2 separate regions of the Oryctolagus cuniculus genome follow, and region 1 is linked to region 2. Evidence: chromatin contacts called from public Micro-C data. All regions are on one chromosome and are shown on one strand. The core of a region is the stretch at or near the end of the contact, and the rest is flanking DNA. Distances in the headings are between cores, read along the strand shown.

The links. A called contact is a pair of places that touch in the nucleus more often than the background predicts.
Region 1: a contact with region 2 is called in a Micro-C map of ear pinna, with 6 times the contacts expected there. The contact joins the enhancer-like site here to the promoter of PDGFRA in region 2. A contact is called at or near these places in 3 of 6 Hi-C or Micro-C datasets (ear pinna, psoas muscle and an unstated tissue).

Annotation. Positions count from the first base shown.
Region 1 is chr8:110,142,105-110,148,474 of mOryCun1.1, reverse strand. No RefSeq gene overlaps it. Among named protein-coding and RNA genes, the nearest start is that of CHIC2, 110 kb to the right of the region's middle. Within about 2 kb of position 1,869, at least 2 of the 8 cell types and tissues checked have an H3K27ac peak or open chromatin away from gene starts, as enhancers often do. A contact at or near this core is called in ear pinna, where this site is marked.
Region 2 is chr8:109,931,907-109,938,678 of mOryCun1.1, reverse strand. PDGFRA (platelet derived growth factor receptor alpha) reads left to right here and starts at 3,525. Exons shown (of 23, transcript XM_070048112.1): 1 at 3,525-3,640.

The sequences.
Region 1 (6,370 bases), core at 620-3,119, 210 kb before region 2:
AAACAGAAGATTATCAATCCATAATGTCTGAGAGCTGGAATGACGTTTAAATTGCCGTCTCTATGTATTTCACCCTTCAGAGCATCAAAACAGTGTAGCAAGGGTCCCACCCGTTGCTGGCAAAGGTGTAGGAAAACACACTCTCAAATACTGCTGGCGGAAGCAGGAAATGTAGCACCGGCTTGAAAATGAACCTGGCAGCAGCTTTTAAAGTCAGAACACATCCGCTTTTGCTCAGCATTTCCATGTCTAGAAATCCATCCCCTAGACCCAAAAATGCCTGCATGGAGGGCTACGGAGGTAACGCAGACGTCAAGAATAGCAAGTGGTAATCGCAAAAGGAGTTAGATCCGCACGTGTCGATCCAGAGAAATGTCCACAGTGTGCTTATTAGGTGAGAAAAATAAGACGTGGCAGGAGGAGAGGAGGGACAAGGAGGTGAGAGAGGAGAAGGACCGAGAAAATGAACACAAGCCAGGCCTGGATACAAAGTAGCTAGTAGCCCACCCTTTCAGGTTCCCGTTGTGTGCGTAGCGGCTGTGGTCCTAACACCTGGAGGCTTATTGCGAGAACGAGGTGAACTCAAAAGGGACGTTTTGAGATTTGGTTACGGATTATAGCTTTTGTCTGGACTCCTGAGGATCGGTGGGTTTTCTGCTCACTACTTGTTGACTTCTTTATTTAGTGGGTGGCTGAGCCTGTGATTATAAAGTGAAAGTATGTCATTGTAAAAATTAAAAGAACAATAAGGACGAAGGAGGAGGGAGAGTAGGGTGGAGAGTATCATTATGCTCTTAAAACTGTGTATATGTGGGGCTGGCACTGTAGTGTAGTGAGTAAAGTCGATGCCTGCAGTGCCAGCATCCCATATGGACGCTGGTTCGAGTCCTGGCTGCTCCACTTCCAATCCAGCTCTCTGCTATGGCCTGAGAAGGCAGTGGAGCATGGCCCAAATCCTTGGGCCCCTGCACCCAAGTGGAAGACCAGGAAGAAGCTCCTGGCTCCTGGCTCCTGGCTCCTGGCTTCGGATTGGTGCAGCTCTGGCCGTTGCGGCCATTTGGGGAGTGAACCAGTGGATGGAAGACCTCTCTCTCTCTCTCTTTCTGCCTCTCCTCTCTCATGTAATTCTGACTTTCAAATAAATAAATAAATCTTAAAAAAAAAAACTGTATATATGAAATACATGAAATCTGTTCCCTTTATAATAAATAAATTAAAGAGTTAAATTAATTCAAGGTTTGAAAGGGCTTGGGGCCGAGCCCGGCACACGGGCGTTCTAAGCTCATGTTCTGATATTTTTCACTGTTGCTGCAAGGATAAACGCGCTGAATGTGCACAGAGATACAGTGATCGAGGCAAAGCGGGCGTGTGAACGCGGCTCTGACCCTGCCGGGGCTGTCAGCCATGCTCGCCTGGAGATTGCTTCCATAGTGCTTGGCCGCAAGCTGGTGCTGGGGCAGGGGCAGCCGCTTCGTCTCCAGCAAGCCTCCTCTCTTGAAGGCAGGACCGTGTCTCCCCCAGTTACTGGGGGGTGTTTCCTCCCTTGCTTGAAAAGCCATGTCCGCGCATCCACACCCAGGAACTGCCTTTAGTGCTGCACTGCGCAGGCGCCTTCGAACGCTTCCTTTGCAAGGAGGGACCACGTATCTAGGACATAACCTGAAGAAACTTTATATGACCGAGGAAGTTTTGAGAACTCCTGCAAAAAGGCACAAAAGCCAAATAACACTTCCTTGTGCATTGAATAAACAAATGACTCGTACCAAAAAGAATGAACTTGCGTGAAATCACAAACGTGCCCAGAGCGGCCATTTGGCTGGGCGCACACGCGCTCTGGCTCTGGTCTCCAGGGAGGACCTCAGCTCGGTCCTGGCCATAAATCTCGGAGGAGTGGAGGACACCCTTCCACGCTGTCTCTCAAGCGGCCACATTCTGCTGGACGGGACCCTGGCTCTCCAGAGACCAGGCGACCATTACAACACTTGGCAAGGGGCCTGGCGGGTGCCGGCTCTGGCGCAGGGCCATTCCCGAGGTCGTCATGCTGCAGCGTGCCTGTGACTAGAAGCCATCTCCAACTCAGTGTCAGAGCCCTGCGCACCGGCCCCTCTCGGAGAGGGGCAGGAGGAACCAAAGAGTTAACAGCGCGTGCTTGCCGGCGGTAGGACTGGCTCCAGAAACAGAAAGGTTAAATTATAAATCTTTGGCAAACCACGGTGTTCGCTACGTCATTTTCCTCTGGGACTGGCTGAGAAGCAGCTGGGCGTTTGGACAGAGAAATGGCTGGAAAAATCACACTGGTGAACAGCTCCTCCCAAACCGTTCTAGACTGTTCCTCGCCTCAGTCTCGGCTCAGCCGTCCTCCTTCCCCGTGCGCCTGGTTCTTTGTGGCACTCACCACAGTTGGAGTTCTCTTATTTGCTCTCTGTGGTCTCATTCCCAGCATTGCGGCTACACTGCCATGTCCTGGCGTCTGCAACAATGCTGGCACACAGTAGGTCCTCGACCCAGACCAGTGCTGGCACACAGTAGGGGCTTGGCAATCCGTGTTGAGTGGATTGGATGTGTGTGAAGGACCACTGTGCTTTGCAACTCTGTGTCTCTTGAGTGAGCATGGGCTTAATTTATTTTGTGATAACCACAATATTCACCCGAACAAAATCTATTGGCCAATGTGATTTCCAGTTCCTTTTGAAAGACGCAGAAAATGTGATTAGTGTGGGTTTCCATGGTTTCCGGAAAATGGGGCTTTTGTCTTCCTCTGTTCCATGTCCCCGGCGTCCAACATGGAGCTCGGCTCACAGCAGACACTCAGCACGCGGATGGCTCCGGACAGGTCACGTGGTGCCTGTGCGATGCTGGTCATGGCACAGCTCGGTGCATCGCCACGACGACCCTGGGAGGCACGGAGGCCTCGCGGCTTCCTCACATCAGAAAGGGGGAACCAAGGTCATGTTTGAATCTGGGTCTGCGAACACCAAGTCCAGTGGGTTGCACCTGCAGGGTCGCAAAGACCCGGGGGGCAAAGTCACCCGCACAAGTTTTTTTCTTAGAGGGGGCGGCAGGGTTGGTGATACTCAGGTGCCCTGACTTCCAGCTCTTTAACCACATTGCCGCTGTAGACAGGACGGCCCGGCACAGAGCAGGGGTCCCTGAACGGCTGTTGGCTGGGGGGAGGGAAGAAGTGAGAGAGAGAAGGGGACAGAGGGGGGGGACGCTGGGGAGCCAGGCTTCTCTGAAGACCGTCAGGGACAGGCGGGTGACCTTGGCACCATGGAGTCAGACTTAGCGCCAAGCTGCCATGATGGACAGAGCCTGCTAACCTCCCAGGGAGCCCCCGAGTGCCTTCTGTCGTGGGGAGAGTTTTTGCTGTGACCTGCTGGGGAGGGAGGGAGCGAGAGAAGAGGGAGCCTGGGGGGCCGGTGTCTGGGGCGGTGTGGTCACTGCCCAGGTGTGAGCTGGCGTCTGCCCTGTGTCCCCCTGCAAGGCAGCCCTGCCACAGCACGGGGCCCCGGGGAGGCGTGTGCTCCACGCAGGGCTCATGCTCCCTGCACACACCGGATTCTGCAATCCTCTGGACCCCCGAGCACTTGGGAACGAGGGGTCTGGAATCATCTTAGGCGCCAGGAGCACCACGGCTGAATAAAATCCCCACAGTGTCTGCACTTAGAGAATTGACTTTTCAGCTGATAGGGAACTAACAAGGAGGCAAACAAATCATGATTTCTGGGACTGGTCAGCGGGGATGGAAACACTGAGGGGCACCAGAGAGACCCCTGCTAGCAAGTCCTCAAGGATAAGGAAGCAGCCACGTGAAGAAGCAGCTCCCAGCACTTCACTGATTTGTTTGCTGCTAAACCAAGGGGCACTCCTGCCCCAGGACCTTTGCACAGGATGCCTCTTCCACCGGGAAGAATCAGATCCTTAACCTCAGCCTTGCTCGGGACGGCACACGTCTGCAAAGTGTCAGAACTGGCATAAAAACCCGGGACGTGGTGACAGTCACGTCTGCGGCATGAAAGGGAAACACACGCCCGTCCGAGGTGGAGATTTTGAGAATGAGGGGGTGTTCTGGGAAGGGCGATGGACCACACAGCAGCAGCCAGGCCAGGGCAGGGCAGGGCACCACCTACTCCGTGCACACCTCCACATGGGCTTCCGCTGGTGACCCAGAGGGTCCTTAGCACTGGTGCTCCGGTTACCATGACAACCATGTAGTGTCCCCTCCTGGGAGCCCACGCCCAGCCAGCCCTCCCCGCCCACGGTGCAGCCCACGACCGTCGGTCCCACGTTGTCCTGTAGCTACTGCGGGTGGCTTCCTTTGGTTGTCTAAGAGAAGGGAGAGGAGGCCCCGGGGTCCACGCTGCTGTCTGGGCAGGTGCACGTTTACTGTGGCCACACTGTGTGCAAGGAGCCCCCCGGGGCCCGAGGAGGAGAACGGGCGAACAGCACGACCCATGGCCACGCGGGGGTGACAGGCTGGCACGGGTCATTGCGCCGTGCACCCCACTTTTTAGCTCTAAGTGTCCACAGCTGGTGATGGCCTTAATGACAGGTGGGTGGGGAGGCAACCATGACACCACAGCTTAGCGCTCCCCGAATCGGGGTGAGTCGCCCTTCCTTGAACCCTAGCCGGCTAGTGTTTTAGAACATGGGGCTTCCTTGGACAGTAATGGCCGCTGGGTTCCTCTGGGCTGGGTTAGAGTCTTTCCCATCTCAAAGAGCTGTTGGGAAAAGAGCTTTGCCAGGTGGTGGGACCTGCATGGGAGAATGTCTAGGAGCCCGGTAAAGCCACCATCCGCAACGCTAGCATCTCACATGGGCGCCGGTTCAAGTCCCGGCTGCTCCACTTCCGATCCAGCTCCCTGCTAACGCATTTGGAAAAGCAGGGGAAATAGCCCAAGTGCCTGGGCCCCTGCACCCACGTCGGAGACCCGGATGAAGCTCCTGGCTTCTGGCCTCAGCCTGGCCCAGCCCTGGCCATTGCAGCCATCTGGGGAGTGACCCAGCAGAGAGGAGATCTAACTCGGTCTCTCCCTCTTTCCCTGTAATTCTGACTTTAAAGAGGTAAATGAATCTTTTTAAAAAAAAAAGTCCCTGCGAGCCAGCGCAGCGTCCCACGCACCTGTGAGAGAGTCTCCCTGACGCTCACAGGGCTTCCCTTCCACGGCACCCCCGCACTTGCACAGTCGCTGCCACCAGGGAAGAGTTGCCCCCTCTGCACAGCGCTGTCACACGCCTTGTCCTGCAGAGGGGCTCTGAGAGAGGAACCACAGGAGCCATCCTGAGCGCGCCAAACCCTCCCTCCTCTGCCTCTCCAACCCCTGCTCCCCCAGCCTCTTCCTCTCTCGGCGGACATAAGCCTTGGGGCGTGGGGGTTGCTCACTCACGTCCAGACACACTGGTGGCTCTGTGCTCCCCGGCCCAGGCCCGCCTGCAGGAAACATCTCCCAGCTCCAGGAGCTCAGGACTAGGGGTGGGGCGGGGATCCCCTGGGCCGGCTCTGGATCGGCAGTCCTGGCTGCAGATCCCGCGTGCATTTCCAGGGCCAGGCCGTCCGGACAGTTGGTGCGCTCACGAGGCGCCTGCCCGCCCTCGCTGGTTTGCCCAGATCCGGCAGGGCCTGCAAGTAGGGCGCAGCTGGTGCCAGCCCCGCCCGCGGAGAGCGCGGGGAGGCAGTTGCCGAGGAAATACGGTAACTGGAGCGGCCCTGGGAGACCGAGGACCGGGAGGGAGTGCAGTGCGCAGGCCTGGGCAGCCTGGCGCGCTGGTGATTGACAGGTGTTCAAGCTGTGGCCAGAGCAAAGTGTGGTCGGAGAAGCAGCCCTGACGGGGAGAGGGAGGAGTCGCCCGTCACCACACCTGCCCACACCTAGGCATCCCTTGGGGACCGTCACCTGAGTCGGCTCGGAGCCGGCGTTACTCAACCGAGGGAAACACACCTCCCCTTCGTCCGGGAGCGTGCAAGCCGGCTGTTCCCCTGGGGCTGCCCGCAATCCCGCCCGTGAAGATTTCTCACGCACGCACGGCTCAAGCGAGCTTGCAAGGCGATCGTTAGGAGGGGCGCCCGGGAGTGGGGAAGCCCGGCGTCCTACTTCGCAGGGCCTGTGTCTGGAGACGGCTCGGCCAGCTCTGCTGGCTCTTAAGTACCGGTCACCCAGGGCTGCGGTTGTCCTCGGCGCCTGGGGACTGCCACGCCTCTTCACTCTCCCATTTTCTCTACTGCACAATCACCTGCCAGAAGAAAACCTTTTGCTGTCACTATGTTCAAAATATTCCTTATTTAAAGATTTTTTTAAATTTATATGAAAGGCAGTGTTACAGAGAGATGGAGACAGGCACTCCATCCGGGTCTCCCATGGGGGTGGCAGGG
Region 2 (6,772 bases), core at 2,276-4,775:
ACGAAGGCCTCTTATCTCCCCAGACGGCTCCACCCCGGAGTCCCAGCCGCACGGAGATTGCGCGGGGTGGGGGCGGGATGGCTCCGCGAGCGAGCCAGGCGCTGCGTAGCTGCGTGTGTGTGCAATCGCTTTGTGCTTCGTGTCACATCCTGACGGTTCTTTCGGGACACTTAAGGGCCGTCCGTCTTTGTACTGCCCCAAGCATTCGCTTCTCTCCGAGGCTGCAAATTACTAGCTCCAGACTGCTTCTTCCCTCAGAACTGCACCACACCATCTTTTTTAAAAAAGATTTATTTAGTTATAAGAGAGAGAGAGAGAGAGAGAGAGAGATCTTCCATCCTCTGGCTCACTCCCCAGATGACTACAATGACTGGGATGAAACCAGGAGCCTGCAGCTCCATCCAGGTCTCCCACGTGGGAGCACAGCCCGAAGCACTCGGGCCATCTTCCGTTGCTTTCCCAGGCACATTAGTGGGGAGCTGGATCGGAAGTGGAGCAACCGGGACTCGAACCAGCTCCTGTATGGGATGCCGGAGTGGCAGGTGTCAGTTTAACTCACTATGCCACAATGTTGGCCCCTGCACAAAGTTGCAAACAGCGCCTCCACAGGGGAGATTTATTTGAGCGCCAGACCAGCTGGGGCACCCACTGATGGCTTCCCACAGCGCGGGGTGACCTGGGAGCTGAGTCAGCCAGGCCAGGCCGTGGGGGAAAGCCGAGGGCCACGCTTAGGTTAGGACTGCGAGGGCGCCCTCCACTCAGATTCTCTCTGTGTGGAAAACGTCTATGATTAAAGATCCGGGGATGCGGGAGGAGGCCAAGGCTGAGCAGCCAGAGGGCCACGGCTGTCCTGCAGCCACGAGGTGTGCAAGGACCGTTGTCCAGTTTGTTCATTTCCTGAGCCAAAGAGGGAGCCATCGCCTGGCCTCCCAGAGCTGAGTGTCTTGGCCAGGAGCCTGGGGGAAGCCAGTCTAGGCTCTGTGGGTTGACTCCAGGAGAGATTGTTTTATTACCTCCAAACACAGAAGGGTCTGCACTGAAGATCAAGCCATGGTGTAAGTGCGAACCTTGAGGCTCTGGGGGCGGAACTGTGAGACTAGGGGGAGCCAGGGGGGAGAGGCACTGGAGAGGGGAACTGTGAGACTAGGGGGAGCCAGGGGGGAGAGGCACTGGAGAGGGGCCGGGGCCAGCACTGGGGCGCAGTGGGCTAAGTCTCTGCTTGCAATGCAGGAAGCTCCCGAATGCATGGCTGCTCACCCAGCTCTCTGCTCCTGCAAATGAGAAGGCAGCCGATGAGGGGCCAAGTCCTTGGGCCCCGCCACCCACATGCAAGATCAGGATAGAGCCCCTGGCTCCTGGCTTCAGCCTGGCCCAGCCCCGGCCATTGCAGCCATCTAGGGAGTGAACCAGCAGAAGGAAACTCTCTCTTTTTCAAATAAAGAAATTAGCCACCATCTCTTTTGACTTCCAACATAAGCAACTGAAGACAGAATTTTATTTCTACTATGTTTTCAAGAAGACAGGGGGTGGTTTACCAGGTTCATGAAGCGAGCTCCATTGCCTAATTTCCCTGTTTGGGGGAGCCTCATGGTCCATCCTAGCTGCTGAAGCTCCAGCCACACATCCGCTTTTCACCCAGCAGAAAGACCCAACTGAGAAGCCTGTGTCCTTGAGTTTTTAGGGACCCTTCCCAGCAGTGGCAGTCACAACTTCGGCTTTCATCCAGTTGTCCTGAATTGTACCTCGCTGCAAGAGAGACAGTGAGGGGGAGACTTCCATCTCGGGAAAGAAAAAGAGAGACCCTATGACGGAGAAGGAAAGACAGAACCACGGCAATAGGACAGCACGCAGTCATCGGCATTGGGTCTGCCTTGCTTGTCTGTCCCTGAGAGTGAGTACCCTGGGGTCTCCTGCTGGTGGGTGGAAAGCTGGGCCCCCAGAGCCTGCATCCTGGGGGTATCACGGGCGATCACGGAGTACAGGTGTGGCTATGACCATAGCTTGGACAACCTTATTGCCGAAATACTGTGCTTGCACCATGACTCCTAAAACACAAGTCCATCAGGTGTGCCTGGCTCCAGTGCACAGTGTAGGTAGCTCTCTAACCTCAACCACCTCTCATTGTGTGGGTTCAGACAGCAGCTGACTATTTGGAGACGGATTCTCAGGGTCTTCTCTGCCGACGGATTCTCTCCAGGATTTTCTTCTTTGTTTTGTATTTATTTACTTGAAAGGTAGTTACAAAGAGGCAGAGAGAGAGAGAGAGAGAGAGAGAGAGAGAGAGAAATAGAGATCTTACAGCTGCTGGTTCACTCCCCAAATGGTTGCAACAGCTGGGGCTGGATCAGACCAAAGCCAGGATCCCGGAACTCCATCCAGGTCTCCTATGTAGGTGGCAGGGGCCCAAATACTTGGGCCATCTTCTGCTGCCTTCCCAGGCGCGTTAGCAGGGCGCTGGATGGGAAGTGGAGCAGCTGGGACTAGAACCAGCACCCATATGGGTGCCAGCATTGTAGGTGGTGGCTTAACCCAGTGTGCCCCAACACCTGCCCTAGTGGCTTTTTCAAATGCTTCAAGCTAGAAGTATTTTGTTTCCTGATTGTGTTGTTCTTGGTTGTTCCTCAACATAGCACCAGCCCCTGTCCACACCAGGGACCCCATCTCCTGCCAGCGCAGTGCCTGCTGCTTCCCTCACTCCAGCCCACTCCCTCCTCTCTCTGATCACAGCACAAGGCCCCCTGCCTCCCAGAAGTCCCCTCTGCCCAGCCGCTCGCTCGCTCGCCTCCCGCTGACCTCAGGGGCTTGCTCACCTCCACAGGCTGCTCCCCAGCGTCACCCTCCTAGGCTCCCCAGGATGCGGCCTCCCCTGCAGGAAGCCTCCAGGGGCCTCCGATTGGTGCCCGCTCTCCTGTGCGCTGTGACATCACCGCGCACCTCCAGCCTCGCTGGAGCCCAGCACTGCCACTTGGCGTTCACTGACCGCTCACCCAGGCTTCGCCGCTGCAGAGCCCTGGGCAGCCGGCGCTCAGTGAGTCCTTCCGGCGTGAAATCCCAGTGCTCTGGGATGGTGATCGGGAGCCTGCCTCGCTGGCTTGCGATGTTCTCTGAGGACCTCCGTGGAGTGGGCCCGGGCCCACCTGACTGCGCGCGGCAGCGCCCCTCCGCCCAGTTCTTCCTTTCCCTCCACCGCGGGGCTCCGAGAGCACAAGGCCCCCTCTCCAGAGGCAGGCTGACCTCACCGGAGCCAGCCCTCCTCCCTCCCCAGCCACAGCTGCGTGCTGCAGAACGGGACGGCTGAGGCCCCTAATAAACTGCAGACCTCCCCATCGCCCTGCCCCCGCCTCCCGCACGCCGGCTTTCAAATTAAAAGCAACACAAACCCCAGGCCTAAGAAGGCGCTGGGAGGAAGGGGGACCATCGCATCTCTAAATCCAGGAAGCTGGGGTCCCCAAGAGCCCGCTCCGAGGGGCTCGCAGCCCGCCCCAGCCGCGCTGGACCACCGCGCAAGCTCGGGGCCTTGCACCCAGGGCAGCCTGCGGCGGCGTGAGGACCCCTGACACAGCCGCCCCTGGAAGGAGGGCCCCCAAGGAGCCCAAGGCAGACGCTGCACCCTCGGGCCTGGCTACCGCGGCAACTGGAGGTGAGCGACGCGCGCGCCCGAGACGGGGTGAACGCCCTCCAGGTCGCCCACGCCCCACTTGCGGGCCAAGCCTCGGGGCCCTGTGAACCCCGAACCCATGGACCCCTCTGCGGGGGCGGGCCCGAGCATAGGGGCTGGGGGCTCCGGAAGCTGCAGCCGGGAGGGCCAGGGGTGGGAGTGGGGCGGTCAGCGCCGCGCTCTCCCGCGAACCACCAAACGGCCCTTGCTTTTCAAATCCGGAGCCGAGACCTCCCCCATCCCGCCCCGCCCCCCATCCCCCCGCGCCGGCGTCCCTGGGGGTGGGGAAAGACAACTTCACAGGTTTGCTTCAATGCGGTTTTCCCCACTAACGGCCTGGCTTCAGAAGTCTCAGAGAGCAACGGGACATCGCGAATTCCAGGAGAAAAGACGGGATCGGGGTGGGGGTGGGGAGCAGATGCCCAGGCCCCCTCCGCGGGCCACGCCCCCGAGGCCCAGGCCCGGCCCGCGGGCGCTCCCCGCGGTCCTGGGCGCCGAGGGCTAGAGACCCGCGGGCAGCGCAGGGCGGGGCCGGGCCGGGCCGGAGTTGTTTTTTTGTTTACAAGGCCCAAGGCGGTCCGCTGCAAGAGGTTGGCGGGGCCCGCACTGCAGGCCGGGCTCCTCCACGGGGCCTCGCGTTAACCTTGCGTCCAGCCCGCCCGGACACGCCAGGCCAAGGCCAACGCCCGCGGCCCCACGCAGGCCCCTGCTCTGCTTTGGCGCGGGCAGCCTCATTCTTAACTCTTCCATGGACGCTCCAGAAAAGCGCCCAGGAGGTCGAAAGTCGCGATCCCCGCACGGGTGGGCGCAGGCGTGAACCCCCGCCCTGTCCCCCGTGGCTCGCCTCGGCCACAGCCCTGGTCAGGGAGACAAGACCCCGCAGCCCGCCCCGGCCAGGCCACACTTCCCGCCGGCTGCAGCCCGGAGACCACCCAGGGCCCTGGGCGTCGAGGGAGCCACGTGGAAGGAGCGTAGGGCGACCCCGGCCGCGCCGGAGCCGGGGCAGGGCGGATGGCGCGGTGCGGACCGGGCTGCGAGCGTGGGCGGGGCGCGCTGGCCTCGCCCCTCCACCCCCCACCCCCGCCGCCTGGCTGCGGGGACCTCCCGCCCGCCGCGGCGCCCGGCCACCGGGTTTATTTTGCTTTCCAGGGGGCGGCAGATGGCCAGCCCCTTCGGCCTCTGCTCCGTCCGTCCGCAGCGGGCGAAATCTGGCTCCGCCGCCCCCCGACCATTTGCCACCCTGCGCCGCCCCCCACCGGGGTGCTAGCCGCGCCGTCAGCGCCCCGGGCCTTTCAACCTGGGAGAATGTCACACATGGAAACCTTTAGCAGCCGTTTGTTAATGATCGCAACAAAGGCAGCGTTCAAATTAGGCAGGTAATCGCTACCAGAGGGTAGCCAAGGCTCGTCGGCGCATCCCTCTCGCCGCTGTCGGCTCCCGAGGAGCTGCGGCCCCGGGACGCCCCTCGGGGGTCCCCGCGAGCGGCTCCGGAGCGACCCGCGAGGTCGCCGTCTGCCGCCGAGCCCCTGAGGGGCGTCCCAGCGAGGCCGGGGTCTGAGGCCCCCGGTTGCTTTTTCTGGGGGGTGGGCGGGTAGCTAGCGGCCGTTCGTTTTCTACAAGCATTACGGTATCCTGTGCGCATTCCGAACAACGGGCTGTTCATATATCTGCCTGCCACGGCTTCCTGAAGGAACATGTGGAAGTAATAGCGAGCGAGCCGTGCAGTCACCCGGGCTGAGGACGCGCGAGAGGCGGGCGCGCGGAGGCCCCGGCCTGCCACCCTGCGCCCCTGGAAGCCCCGCTCGGCGAACCCCGCCTGTCCGCTGCCGACGAGCCCCTCCCGGGCACTGAGGTGTGGGCTGCTCGACGTGCGGGGAGCTGCTCGCCCGCCCGAGCCGTTTTGAGTGCGCGCGCGCGCGCGCGCGCGCCAGGGAGGATAAAGGCTGGCGCCCCCCGCCCGCCCGCGGCGAGAGAGCTGGGGAGGAGGGCGAGCCGGGGAGGGAACGCGCTCCCCTCCCCCACCGCGGCTCCGCAGCCCCGCTCCGCCCGGCTCCGGTTGCTGGAGCGCCAGCGCCCCCTTTCCCTCGCGCGCAGGATCGTCCCTTCCCGGCGCCGTCCCGGGCCTCGCGTCGGGCGGCGCTGGCTTAGGAGCCCCGCTGGCCACTCCGGGGGCACGGGCAGAGTCGGACGCACGCGGCGCGCGGGCTTGCCTAGACCACCGCCCCGACGTCCGGGCCGAAGCCCCCGGGCCCCTGGCCTCGCCCAGATAACCCCAAAACAAAGGCGCAACGAGATACGTGGCTGCGAGGGCGCAAAGGTCGCCCTGCGGAAGACCGTCCCCGGCGGACGACACAGACCCTCCATTCTCTGGACCCCACTTCAGACTCCACCCAGCCTTTGAAAAACCCATCATCCTCCCATCCGACTCGGCAGTTTGCCTAATCCCATTAAGGGATTAGCAGCTCCTCCGCACTTTCCGTCAAAGACCTCCAGCCCAAAACGGCACGGCCACTCGGAGACCGCTCCCGAGGGTCCCGTTTCGAGCTGGGCCAGGAGCCTAGTACGAAAGGGACATCTCTCACTCCAGATTTATATTCTCTCTGGGCGCGGACTCGGAGTTTTATGTGTTCCTGTTGTTCTTTTCAAAGAGAATACAAAACTATTTGCAGCGCCAGAAAACAGACCCCGGGTTGCGAGGCAAAGTGGCTCTGGTGATGCTGGGGCTCTCTGCAGGCTCACGAACCCTCTTTCCCGGCAGAACGGCGACACCTCCCCCCTGACGCCACCCCCACCCCATCTGGCCCGCTTCCCCGCCCCCTCCCCTCCCCAGTTGTTGTCGAAATCGGGGGTTGGGACTGGACCCCCTGATTGCGTAAGAGCAAAAGGCGAGGGCGCCGCGCGGAGATGCAGAGACTCAGAGCGCAGGGAGCTCCGGGGAAACTTTTATTTTGAAGAGGCCAAGGGGGGGGGCTTCATTTCCTGACAGCTATTTACTTAGAGCAAATGATTAGTTTTAGAAGGATGGACTATAACATTGAATCAATTACAAAACGCGGTTTCTGAGCTCATTACGCTGGGAGCGAGCGGCGCAGAAACAGAGGCGGCGACAGCGGG